Regions from separate parts of the Sus scrofa genome. Here region 2 is linked to region 1. Evidence: chromatin contacts called from public Hi-C data. All regions are on one chromosome and are shown on one strand. Each heading gives the region's core, a stretch centred on a gene start, on an enhancer-like site or on the middle of the called end of the contact. The rest is flanking DNA. Distances are from core to core; before and after follow the strand shown. Region 1 overlaps ZNF608 (zinc finger protein 608). Region 2 holds the start of ZNF608 (zinc finger protein 608).

What was found. Hi-C and Micro-C count contacts between places; a contact is called where the count stands out from the background.
Region 2: a Hi-C map of skeletal muscle shows a contact between it and region 1, with 4 times the contacts expected there. The contact joins the promoter of ZNF608 here to the enhancer-like site in region 1. A contact is called at or near these places in 17 of 47 Hi-C or Micro-C datasets (alveolar macrophages, brain, embryonic fibroblasts and 10 more) and 1 of 2 datasets of contacts at active chromatin or transcription factors (skeletal muscle).

What each region holds. Positions count from the first base shown.
Region 1 is chr2:128,065,982-128,072,712 of Sscrofa11.1, forward strand. All of the region lies in intron 3 of ZNF608 (zinc finger protein 608), which reads right to left. Among named protein-coding and RNA genes, the nearest start is that of ZNF608, 87 kb to the right of the region's middle. Within about 2 kb of position 3,265, at least 12 of the 83 cell types and tissues checked have an H3K27ac peak or open chromatin away from gene starts, as enhancers often do. A contact at or near this core is called in omental adipose tissue and skeletal muscle, where this site is marked.
Region 2 is chr2:128,154,686-128,161,609 of Sscrofa11.1, forward strand. It overlaps ZNF608 (zinc finger protein 608), which reads right to left and starts at 2,084. Exons shown (of 13, transcript XM_005661601.3): 1 at 1,455-2,084; 2 at 1-406. The coding sequence starts at 210.

The DNA.
Region 1 (6,731 bases), core at 2,015-4,514:
TGTTGGCACCACTCTATCTACGTTAATTATAATCTCTCTGATGACAGTTCAGCATTCCTGGTAGGATCTGGTGTTCTTTTCAGGACTTTTAGGAACAGGGTTCGTTTATGGGAGGATAGTTTGCTGGGGGATAATCTGGACACTGAGACATGACTCTCCGGTTCATCTCAAGCCTGTCCATAGATGACAAAAAAAAGGTCTTAACCCAAATAAATAAATATGCTAAACCAATACGCAAAAGCAATGGGAGAATGCTGTTCTAATCTACAGGGCAAAAGACGGTACTCTTTCTTACTTGACTGTGCTTATCTCTTTCAAAAGAACATCTCCAAAATACAATCTATGGAAATCTTTTTTTTTTAAAAAAGGCCTGAAAGGATTTTCCCTCCTAAATATACTGAATAAGCCCCAAAAGGAGGCGGGGGGGAGTGGTTAAAAACCTGGCTAAAGAAAGCTTGTTTCCCCATGGGCCTTATGGTTTAATACACAAAAGAACACAGAGCTACTTCCATCACTGTCACCTCCCCCTCAGCCTTTGTTCTGAGGCCTGATGAGCTGTATTGATTTGGGAAAATCATTGAGCTTCTTGGAAAACTAGACTCTCGCTTATTCACTGCCATCTATTTCTTTCCCGTGAAGACAGGTGGTCGATATCCAGTTGACTGGGCAGCGCAAAGAAGCTCTCGCTGCTTTTCTTTTCTCGCTTCCCTAGTAACATTATCCTGCCCCGCTTCTAGAAAATACAATGGCCTGTGAAGACGTCTTGTGGGGAAAAAGAGGGAACAGGAATAAGGCTTGTATAAGGCACCTCCAGGAACACAGACATGCTGTCCCACACACGGGCAGGGGAGCCTGCACCACACACGTGGATGGGGACAGTACTGTCACTGACCAAGGATCTGACACAAGGCTCAGCATCCATGAAGTGTGACAGCCCAAGATACAACTTAAAAAATAAAAATAAAAAAAGGTCATTAGAACTCAAATAACACTAACGAAAAAGGGGCTTTACTTCTTTTAAATAATCAGTACTGATATTTTAGCAAGGTTCATAGTTCACGGGTATCATTATAGACATTTTGGGGTACCAATAGTATAATGGAAAAAAAATCACATGGAGATGTTTAGGAAGTAATTTTAAACATGATCATAAAACAAATTGCTTTTAAGTTAGGCTAGGTTTTTTTTGGGGGGTTGGGGGGAATATATATATTTATATAAATATATTTCAATAAAATACAGCAGCCCATTCACACCACAGCATGTAGCCATATTGCTTAGGCAGTGTCTCCACTCATTTCTGTGCAGAGTCCCCATCTGGGGACAGACAGCAGGACAAGTTTAAAGTGATACTGTTACTGGGGGGATGGAGAGAGAGAACGAGTCTCCTGAACCTGCCTCAACAAGGGCACGGACACTTAGCCAGGTTGCGTCAAAAGCCACCTCTGTGCACCCAAGAGGATGCTTTTCAGATTGTGATCCATTAAGACTCGGCCCAAACCTAACAGGTAAAAGTTAATGGATGAAGGAGGGGAGGAGGCAGAAAGGGAGGAAGACAGAAGAGACGCAACAGAAAACACAGCCTCAGAAACAGACATTTGGAGCAATTTAAATGCATTAACTGAACAGGAACATGTGCAGAGTACATGTTCGTGGGTACACATTTGTACAAAGAGGTTTCATTTCTTGTCTTTGATGGAATGTTTCAGGAAGGTGTGCCTTGAGGCTTGATAACACGGAGATAGGCAATGGCACCATTCTGGTTTCTGGGGCAAAGTTCTAAATTCGTATTTTCTCCTGCTCCTTCACAGGCACGCATTAGTGTACATGAAATCAGATGCACTTAGATGAATGGTTTCCAGGGCCAGCAGGTTCCTCAGGCCCTCTCTCTCTTTTTTTTTTTTTTTTTGTGGCACCATTTCCTCACTAGAGTAGCAGAATGATTTCTCATCCCCTGGGCCCCCTTTTCTTTTCTCCCTGGGAAGACAAGGGTTCAATGCCAACAGTAACAGAATGGACTCGCCTCCCCCAGTCCAGTCTGACAAGCTTTAATTATTAGCTCGTTAGGAGATCATTTTTTCCCCTCCCTTTAAATATAAGCATTCAAAAGTTTGAGAAAGGTATTTGATAAGCATTTACTGAAGTTAGCCTGTCAAACGCCATGATAATGACACGGTTATTGCTTTCTTACCTGCTGATACAACGTTCCTTTAAGAGTGTTATTCTAGGAGACAGCTCTGTACCAGGGGCCCCTGGCAGCCAAGAGACAGCCAAGATCCCCCAGAAGGAGAGGAAAACCGCCTCTACACGCTCCCACTTTTAGCCTCGCATGCCACTGAAGATAAGCAACTGAAAGAATGCAGGCCTTTCAAATCATCAGGTCCAGTCGTTTCCTGCACTTAATATTAACTACAGGATCTTTTCAGCTAACCACGTCTACAGCCAGGATACCTCCACAATGCTGTTTCTTCAACTTGAAAACCAGAGAATAGTAAAACCAGACCAAAAATATCCTGAAGGCACAAAGTCCCCCCTATACCACTGCCCCTAAAAGCAAGTACCCTGGGGGGCAAAGGGGGAAAAAGGCACAGGAAGCCATGAATGTGTCAAGTCATTTAGCAGATACCCGTCTCCCACCCCGACCCCCCTCCCACGCCCTACCCATTCCAAGTGAGGCAGAAGTCTGTTTCTTGCCCATTGCTCCCCCTCTGGTGGAAGCAACAGAGGCAAAGTAACTATAAGATGAATGAAACTGAGAGATACAAAGGAAATAAAATCTAAGACTGAAAACCCTCACAGACTTGGGGGAGGGGGTAGACTTGCGAAAGAGAAGACGAAGGTATCAGTTCACTCAACACCTCTCCTCATCTGTCTTCCTCACGAACCTCTTGGAGCGCCATCCAGGTGGGAGATGAGCCGTTTAGATTGAGATGCTAGTGCACAGCTTGTCAGAATCTGCGTAACACAACTCTAGATTTCAGGACTGCGTTTTTAAAGTCATTTCCTACCATCCCCAGTCCTTGAGCTACAAGGAGACAGTGGGAAGCAATTGACAATTATACTCACATCAAAAAGCTGCTACTGATGCATGTATCTCCCTGGGACTGAAGAGCCAGGCTTCATATAAATTATGATGCTTTATTTAAAGCCAGAGCGCTTATTTGCTTTTGTGCCAGCTCTGGGCCCCTTTCATCTGCAGCTCTACCGGGCCCAGGAGAGCACACATTCCTACAGCTCTGCTGGCCACCAGCTGTGTCCCTGTAAATCATAAAACCTCTGAACAAGCCATTCTTTACAAAGGCCAACAGCATTTACTGGAAATGATCACTCTGCTATTATTCCACTTGCTGAAATTTAAAATAGCAATTTACAACAGCAGCTGAAAAAGAGGAACTGCCTCTCAACCGTGTGCGTGCATGTGTTTGTGTGTGTCAATGGAAGGCTCTGCATGTGTAGGGCATGAATTTTGTGGGGTTTTTTTTCTTTTCCTGGCCGCACCCGTGACATGTGGAAATTCCCGGACCAGGGATGGAACCTGTGCCACCACTGCGACCTGTGTCCTAGCTGCAGCAATTTGGGATGTTTAACCTGCTGCACCACAAGGGAATGTCCCAAAGGGGTGTAATTTTATGTGTCACCTAAAATTCACCATCTTTGCATATCTAGAAAGGAAACAAGGAATGCAGATCTCAGAAAAAACGAGAAATCTGCACCCTCACAATGAAAGGCAATGAGATGGATGAGATTTCTGCCCTTGGGGGGACCCTCCCTCTCACCTGGGGGTGGCCATGCCCAGCAAGCAGCGTGGGAGGTAGTTGGCATCCTCTGCTTAGTGAAGCCACAGAGTTATGGCTCAGGCTCGGAACTTAATTTAAACAACAACAACAACAAAAAAAAAACCTGAAGGAATTAAGTTTAATCAAGCTCAGTCTGCAGTGGATTTTCTTCAAGGACCAGACAAGGGAAAAAGAATAAGAGTGCCTGGGGATTGAAGAGAACAGCCTAAGCCCCTGAAGAGATGGCTCCGGAGACAGACCCACAGGGCTCAAAGCCTGCTTCTTAGCTGTTTCACCTTGAACTGCACTTTTCTGAGCTTCAGTTTCCCTATCTATTAAGTAGGAAAAATATGACTATCAAAGAAGGTGTCATTTATGGAAGCAGTTAACCTGGGTAGTATCACAAAATAGTCACTCAGCAAATGGACTTTGTCTTCCTCACCTCTTTGCCTCTCTTATGACCTGGGTCCACCAGCCGAAGGAGGCAGGGAGATGCCCAAATACTAAGAATTCCCCGTGCCACAATACAGCCAGCAGCAGGCAAGCCTTCCTTCATGACTTCTAGTAAAGCATCCTCAGATACGGGCATCTACACTCATCATTCTATATTCTTGGTGACCGGGCTTATTGTAATGATTCTCTTAGAATCTCAGGAGCTACAAATTCCAACATTAAGGACCATTATTACTTCTATACCCACCACCAACAATTTCTTCTTCTTCTTTTTTTTTTTTTTTTTCTCTTTTACTTTTTAGGGCCGCACCCACGGCCTATGGAGGTTCCCAGGCTAGGGGACGAATCAGAGCTGTAGCCACTTGCCTATACCACAGCAACACAAGATCCGAGCTCCATCTGTGGCCTACACCACAGCTCACGGCAATGGCAACACCGGATCCCTAACCCACTGATCGAGGCCAGGGATTGAACCTGCATCCTCATGGGTACTAGTTGGATGGGTTCCTTAGCTGCTGAGCCAAGACAGGAACTCCGCCCACCACCAGTTTCAACCAATGAAAAGGCACCATCCAAGAGAAAAGCCACTGAGGAATGCAGTTCTCAATCTCTGAGCCCTCCTCTCTGGATGTTGGGGGGTAAGGAACCCTCACGTTTCAGGAACAGCAAAATGCACAGCTGACATTGGTCTCAATGACCAAAAAGCAAAATCCAAGGTCCCCAATACCTGGACAAGAGCAATTAGAAGGCTCTTCTCTTGGGGGGCAGGCAGGGGGTTACTGGCAAACTCGTCAGCTGCCCAGACCGGTTTCCCCGACAAGGATCCGAGGCCGCCTTCCCATCCTCCCCCACCCCACATTCCAAAGTTCTTACCTTTCAGGGAAGAAAACAGCCCCACAGAGTTACAAGTATTTCAATAACGTGCTTGGAGACCAGCTCTTTTCTGTAAACAAGCCTAATGAAGCGTGACTAATAGTGCTCTCGGAGCGCGGAGCGCAGGGAAAAGGGCCTTTGTTAGCACTTACTGGAGCAAGCCATCGTTTTGCTGGAGCAGAACAAAACTTAGCTGGTTATTGATTGACCAGCCTCGGTCAGTGTGGCAGCTTGGCTGTCTATTTCTATCTACCGTGTGTATACACACATGTGTCTATGTGGACGCAGAGATGCTGTCTACACACACTCCCGCATACACAGCCCCCTCAGCGAACTCGGGGTGACATGTCCTGGCAAACCGGCTGAAGGTCTCCAGGGCTCCAACTGAAACCTAACTCCTCTCTGATAATGTGCCTCTCTTCCCATCCTTGATGGGACCTCACATTACTCTCCCTGTTCTCAGTACCACCCGCCCCAATTCCAGAGCCTGTAAACCGACACCGGTGGTGCACGCTTCATTAGTTTCCAAAGTCACTAGGTTACATCCTAGAGGTGATTTACTTTGGGGTTTAAGACCTTCCAAACAGCTGCTGGTTCCTTGCCCCATTCACCTATTGATTCCGGAATTCCTGCAATCTAAGCTGCGGGGGATACATGCTAAATAAAAATCCCATGTTGACTGCAATTCTCCAAGTCTGCCTCAAGTGCTACTAACACACACAACAATGATGGTAGCAGGAAGCTCTGACGTGGACCCAGACGTCTCTTTTGGACCCACAAGACTTCAAGTCAAAACTTGCCTTCCTTGTGACTCTGAGCACAAATTTCCGTATAAATTATTGACTGCACTTTGGCCTCATCTGAAACATTACCCCGCAGGCTGATAAGTTCTGACCCCAGGTGGCACATCAAGCCTCTCAGAAGAGGCTGCAGCGTCAGTGCTTTGCGCTGGGGACTAAGGCGTGAGAGCCAATCCATCAGGCGCTCTGACAGCTTTTACGGCCTCCGAGCCTTAGGCCCAAGTCAACCTCCAAGACTCTCATTGTTCTCATTATTCTCTTCTTCTCTGGTCTGATGAAGTTAGGGTTAAGTCCAAGGCTTCAGGGAGAGAGAAAGGCTATTGTTAGTAACTCAGTCTTTATTGACTCTGACCTGCAGGGCAGCCAGCTTGAAGTCTTTTCCAGAAAGTAATGCACTGTTAATTGCTGCTCATCATCGGGGGTGTGTTTTATACACCTCTTTTCAACAGAGAGAAGACCTGACTCAACATTTAACATCTTTTCAGGTTGCCTTGTAATCCTCCAAACAGTGGAAACATACATCTGTGCGCGCGCACACACACGTTACACACCCACACCCACACGCAGGACCCAAATCTGATTTGTATCCACCACAGACCCTGAATCGCGAGTTCTAATACCAACACGGGCTGTTTGGCAGAACCACGCTAACACCTAGGAGGTGGCATATGGAACATCAAATAAATATTTTTTTTCACGGCAAATATCTGTACGGATTAGTACACGGGAAGAATGGATGGAGAAATGAGGTCAAAACATATTTCCTTCTGGTGTCCTTTGCTTAAAATAGCTACAGATCTGTTTCAGCTGAAACTGGTAGATTTGTGAG
Region 2 (6,924 bases), core at 834-3,333, 88 kb after region 1:
TGAGGCCAAACCTCCACAATCCTTGGAGTTGCTGCTGCTAGTGGTGGTGGTGGAATTATTCATTTCAAATTTCTGTCTGTCCTTCTCCAAATCAGCGTCCAAATCAATTATTAAATTTCCAACCCCGATTTCCCAATCATCGCCACTGTCATAAGTATCAACCGTATTTGGATCCACACCTTTTCCTGCCGTAGAAATGTTCACTGACATCCTGAAGATGAGCTCTCTAGAATAAAAATCCGATGAACTTTCCTTTGGAGATGAGGGGACATTCGTTTAGCTCCGCTGGGCTTTCTCTTAAAAAAAAAAAAAAAAAAAAAAAAATCTTCTAATCTTCCTCTTCTTTTTCCTGCCCCAGGAATGTGTCCAGGGATTTTTACACCCTTCAGTCCAGGTCCACCTTTTCCTGTGAAGGGGGGAAAAGTCGAATATTTCTTGTCTGGGTGTTACCAGAATAAAAAACGATTAATACTGGGGAGTCAGTAAGGGGTACAGGGAAGGATGGAGAGTAAAGTGGTTCATGTATTGTCTCCACAGTCCAATATCAGGTTTAAAGGAAAATAACCAAACCCGAAAAACATACCCATGACAGTAAGCATCTCACAGTAGCTAAAAAAGAAAAACCCTTTATGAACAGCACAAGGATAATCACTTTTTTAAAGGCATCAAAATATCTTAAGGATCTGAGTCAAGTCCAGAAAGGTTTAAAAAAAAAAAAAAAAGAGAGTTTAGGATTTTTTCTTTCTGGCACATACACATGATAACAACCCCAGAAACACAGCCTGAACACTCAGACAAGAGGAAGGAACACGCTTTAAACATCCTTAAACATGTCCTAGATCTTGCAATTTAAAAGACCAGACCCTGGAAGTTCTCTGAGACTAGTTTCAGAATGATGTTACTAAATTCTTCTCATTTCTAATTTTATTACTTCTTTTTACAAATTGTCTGGGCAATCTGTTTTTGTTCCCAGTAAGGAACAGGAAAAAAACAAAAAAAAAAGAAAAAAAAAACAAACAACCAATACGCCCCCCCATACCCATACCCCCTCTCCTATCCTGTCTTTCCCAACAGTTAATACAATTTTATTCTTGAAATATACACACGTCTTTAAGAGCATTTCTCTATTAAAGAAAAGACAGTGTTAAATAAAAGGCTAAATATCTGCCTTTGGAGAGAAAAAAAATTACATCTAAACAATTCTACCGTATTCCTAGGTCACAGACTTGCTCAGTCTGTTAAATATGGTGCTACTGACTGTACGGGAAACTGATTAAGACATACACTTTAAGTGATCTGCGCCAAGGTGGCCTCAATGACCGCAAATGAGTGTGTGTTTGACAAAGATCAGTTAAAACGGTTTTTAAAGGGATCAGCCCCTTTTTAACAGTTGTCAAGAAAAAAAAAATAAATATACATACACACACACACACACACACACAGACATTGCTTACCTTTAATCCTTTATCATTTTTTAATTAGGCCAGCAAATCAAAATGCCTTTCCCACTCCACTCGGCAAACAAGCCTGTGCCTCATTTTACTTAAACACCAAATGATCAAGAAGGAAGGAACCAAATAACACATCTCAGCCAGAATAATCACTCGATAACATTATTCCACCTCCCCATCCCCCTTTTGGCAAACGAATCAGTCCTTTTCTCCTTAAAAAAATGTGTCACTGTACAGCTGGAAGATAATGTTTCACATTCACAACAGAAGCACCAAAAGGGTTTTTTCCTCTTAACAAGCATCGAGAATAATAGTTTTTTAAAAAAAGAGAGCGAGCTTAGAGAAAAAAGTTTTCCCAACTTCTCATTCCGCCTTCAGTTCCAGACTTCAGAGTCACCGTGATCAGTAAGTAATGATCCCATGTAGCAAACCTACAGGCGTCCGCTAGTAACAAGACAGAATGTGCTAACATCGGGATAAATTAGTGAAAGGGAAGAAAGAATAAGAAGAAAGGACTGAAAATCTGGGCTGGATTCCGCCTGTTAGTCGGGAAGTGGCATTTTTCCGCCCGTCCTGACAGATTTGATTTCTTGAACTAACTTAAGAGGAAAGGAGGGGGACGCGGGGGGTGGGGAGGGGGGAGGAGGAAAGGGGGGGGACGAGAAGCCCGGCAAGAGGAGAACAAGAAAGGTGCGAGGGGGAGGGGAGCAGAGTATTCAGGGAGCTGATAAACCAGTTTTAACAGCCTTCGCTCGGGGCGGGGGTCGGCGGGGTGGGGAAAATAACGGCGTTTAAAATTGGTTCAGTCTTCGAAACCTAAAGGATGTGATGTTTTCCTGTTTTATGTTGTTTTAAGAAAAAGGAACCGAGTTCCTAGTATAAGTCCCTGAGGGGGAGAAAAAAAAAAAAAATCTGCTGTCGCTCAAGTCAATCAGTCATGTGGTAATTCGATAATTAGAGGGGAAAAAAAAAAGATTTTTTTAAGGCGACCTTTTTCAGGACAGTTTTTCCCATTTATAGTCGCAGCAAACGGTGCGTCTCCTTTTTATTTATTTTTCTCTCCTCCTCCTCCCTCGCCCACCCCCTCCTGTGTTTAGTCAGATGGCCCCAGAGCTTGGCTTAGTATTTTTAATTAGCTGGCGTTTGGAAGCTAAAAGCAGTAATGAATTGTTGATGGATTGGAAGTGGAGAGTCGCTTTGCTGGAAATGTCGGGGCTGGGAGAGGGGGATGGGCGAGTTAGCAACAACCAACCATCTAAAAGAAGCGATTTTGTTACAGTGCAAGCCTTTCACATCACGTGAGGATCAAGGGCTCAATTGGTTGTCGTGAGAACAAAAATGGTGACAAGCGTATCAAGAAAATACTGATCTGGTCTTTAAAAAAAAAGCTGAAGGTCTCTCCCCTCCCCCTGCACACACTCTCCCCACCGCCGCCTCCCCCCACCCCCGCCCTTGCAGTGGGAGCAGCTACAAGTTATGAATGTGAAACATTTCTCGCAGATCTAGGCTCGGAAGTTCGGAAGGAGTGAAATGTAATGAGCACAAGAGCAAAGCAGATGTTTTAAAGAAACACCTTATAAACCTTTCCTCAACTTATCTCCAATTTGTCGGCTTTCCCAAGGGGCCGGGATGGGGACGACCAGGCGAGCGGGGAGGGCACTTCCAAGCTACTTGGATTTTAGGGACCCCCCCCCCACCAATGTCTTAAACAAAGAAAAACATTTTGCTAGCTCCCTAGGCAGGTCCTGTAATAAACACACCATTGTTACTATTTGTGGGTTTGTTTGGGTTGGGTGGGGCTTTTTTTTTTTTTTCTCCTTAATGGTGTTTTTGCTGCTTGCTTTTTTAAGGAGGTGGAAAACGGTAATTATAACCATTACATGTAATGGGTGACTATTCCCTTGTTTAATATTAAATTATTGGGCACTAGATGTGACAAGAGACAGAAATCGGCTTGCTCTGCCCTTGCCCCCATTTTCCTGGCTCGGTTTGGAAGAGGGTCCTGCCCAGCTAGGATAGGAGAGGGTGGGGTGAGGTGCGCTAGAGAATGGACACTGCAGATCAGGATTTGTAACTGTGTCACTTTTATTCTCCTTGGGTTAGAGCCCAAAAGGTAATTTACTCTAAGTTACCCCAAGTGCCCAGTCAAGCTTAATTTGTGTGAAGAAGTTACAAATGCTTCACCCTCCACTGAATAAAAATTCACCCTTCTTGGGTTGTTGTTCTCAATGCAAAAGCCAAACCCTGTAACTAGTTCCTCATTTCAATGCATAAAACTCGCACATTCCCCTGCATGAAGTCCCCGCTAAGTGCTATATAGAGACACACCACGCAACCGTACTTACGGTCTGTATTGGATCGAGTTGACCTTTTCCTTCTAACTGCATTGAATGTGTTTAGTTGCAGCCGCTTTATTTTGGAAATTATAATCTCTTCAACAAATTTATTATTAAAGAAGATGGACCATCAAATGTCACAGACCGTCCTGTGTATTTTTTATAAAAGCAAAAATTAAAATTAAAAAAAAAGAAAAATCCCCCTGGTGCACACACACAACAAGCTTGTTCTGCAACACTGAAATCAGGACTGAAACACAACACACACACAGGGGGAGTGGAGCAAAAGGAGCTCTCAGCCTCTATACCTGAAAGGGACTTTTCTTTGTTCCCATTGCCCTTTCTCATCCGGCCAATCAGAGAGCAGCTTTTATGAAACTGGGCTCTCTCATTGGCTAGCTGCTTTCTCTTGGCTACTGTAGGGGGTTGAGATATACACACGTATAAAACACACACTGAGAGCGGGTGGGGGTGCGGTGGGGGGTGGTTGTGGAGACAAAGCGTTTTATTTTCCAACCAGATTGGGGTTGAGGAACCTCCTGCAGTAAGATGGGGGAAAAAATGGTGCGCCTGTTTCAATTACTACATCATTCACATAAAATACTTATTTATTAAAACAAATCTCAAACAGGCTGCGAGGAGAGGATGTCGGTAAATACAAGTTTGATTGTGTTATCTTGGGGGAAATAATGTATGTGATCGCTCGGTGGCAGAGGGAAGCCAAATGAGCCACTAGCGCGTAGCGAGCGAAAAGGGAGCCTGGCTGTGTGGAAATAACTGCGAGCGTTTTGCTGGCTTCCCTTCCGTGTTGCAAGGACTCGGCAGCGCGAACTCCCAAGACTGATTTTCTGTATTGAAGCTTCTGGCTTTCAACCCTTCCCCACCACTTTGCCCTTCTTCCTTTTTTTTTTTTTTTTTTTAATCCCTGTGTCTCTCATTTTACTCGCTGATTAAATAAGAAAAATCGATCTGGGGGTGAAGGCGGCGGTGAGGAAACAAGTAACCCTTTTGTTCCCAGTCTTCTGGTCCACAAGCAATGAAGTGTGAACACTGGCAACCATTTAACCACCACTACGTCAAAGGTTCTTCCCTGGAATTAGTAACAAAGCTTTCCACCTGGTCCTAGGCGCTCCAAAAAAATAAAAAATAAGGTCCCAGCCAACCATATTAACACCTCGGGTCAGACTCATTTTTTTAAAAAATCGATTTGTGGGAGATAAATACACTAGGAAGATTAACCCCTTAAACAGTCCCTGTACCATTTTTAAACGGAAGGATTGTCAGAGTTCTCCTTCCCCCAAATCTTTAACCCTACCTTGGGGAGAGAGGGGTGTCAGAGTCCACTGAATACTGCACCTGTGCAGTCCACCAAAAACACAAACATATTTTAGAATTTATTGTAGGACAAATGCCAACAACCAAGTTAATGGGACTCTGAGGTCACAGGACAAGAAAAGTTAATGTGAAATAACAAGTTCAGTATTGTACTGTAACAGCGAAAATACTTAGGCTAATGTATTTATATATATTAAGCTTTTAAAGTCCCTTTAGTTTTAATTTTTCATTGTTATTAAGAGCTGTAATATGGAAATTTTAAAATCAAACGGTGCTCTGAATTTAATAAAAAGCAAGTTTTAAAGATCCAACACTACTGGGTTTGTAATTTCCACATGACAACTGCAATTTAAGTCTTAACTGAGTCAAGTGGACACAAAGCGACTTAGACCTAGCAGAAGATGGCTTATGATATAAATATCCAATGATGATTTTGTGGGTCAGTGAAGATATTTAAGTTACATGTTTTAAGTTATGGCTGTTGACTCATATTTGGACTTTTAGTATATTTAGTTCCACTTTTTAAAATGCCTATTAGTTGTTTCACAACCCAAGATGACCTAGATTTGATGCTGCAAATAGTACGAAGTAGCAGTTTCCATACTTTGCTGAGGTATGTAAACTAGAGGAATGAAATTTATGTCTTTAGATCTCCTTAAATAGATTTGTATTCAAATCAAAGATGTACATTAACAAATAAAATGGGGCAGATGAGACAATCTGATATCTACTTATACTCCATTTTAACTATGACGTTTGTTTTATATCTTTGAATGTACACATTTTACAATTTGTGTGTGTCCCATTGATAAGAGGACATACACAATGATTTTTTAACTTTGCTTCTTTCTTTCACAAGAACGGTTCCTCAAAGAACCAGATTACTCAGGCACTCCCAGTCTCCTTGGAGTATTATCTATATTTCAGCCTTTGGAAGACCATGGCTATCCCATGTGTGATATCAGCTTGGAAAAAATCAATGATTAGCTCTTAAAATCACTATACTTGAAAAGGCATAGAAAATAAGACCTGATGAAGTTCAAAAAGGATAGAAGCATTCCTCCAACACACTCCCTGGGTAAAAGCAAATCACAGGTTCTGCAACAGAGATTTAGTAAAACTAATACTAGTTTAGGCTTCCTAATACTCAAATAATCTGCTCTAACTTCCACACCCAACTCTAACTCTTAAACCTTTTTCATAAACCCCATAGTGAGTAAAAGATAAAGGCTTCTGCCAAATTCAATCACATATTTAACCCAAACCATTCTGGATAAACTCAAGCTCTTTCCTTCCATTCCAACATCTCCACACCCTATTCACAACCCACCCCCACCCCCTGCCCTCCAAGTTCTGCCAAGAGACTTGAATCAGCCAGAGTTGTTCTGCTGGCTTTGTGTGTGTTTGTTTTGTTTTGTTTGACAAAGGGGCCAATCAAGAGACACCAGAGGGCTATCAGCTAATTGATGAATGACATTAAGATAATTAACTACCAGCTTAGAAAATCAGAGCTACTCCCCTCAGAAAATTGGGAAGTTCTACCACATTTTAGAAGAGGAAATTTTATCTTCATCGCTCATCTAGACCACAGGAACGGACTAGTCTCTGTACTGATTTCCACATGCATATAAGTGATAATACTAGTACACGATTGTATAACCTGTGCACTTTGTAATTTTACATTTTAGTATGTGTCTACTCAGAGATGTGGTGGAGGGGTGGAGCTGTCTGGAAAGGAGTCTAGGGGGAATGTCGGGATGGGAGGGGCAGAAAGATAGTGTAAAGGAGCAGTTCAAGAGTGC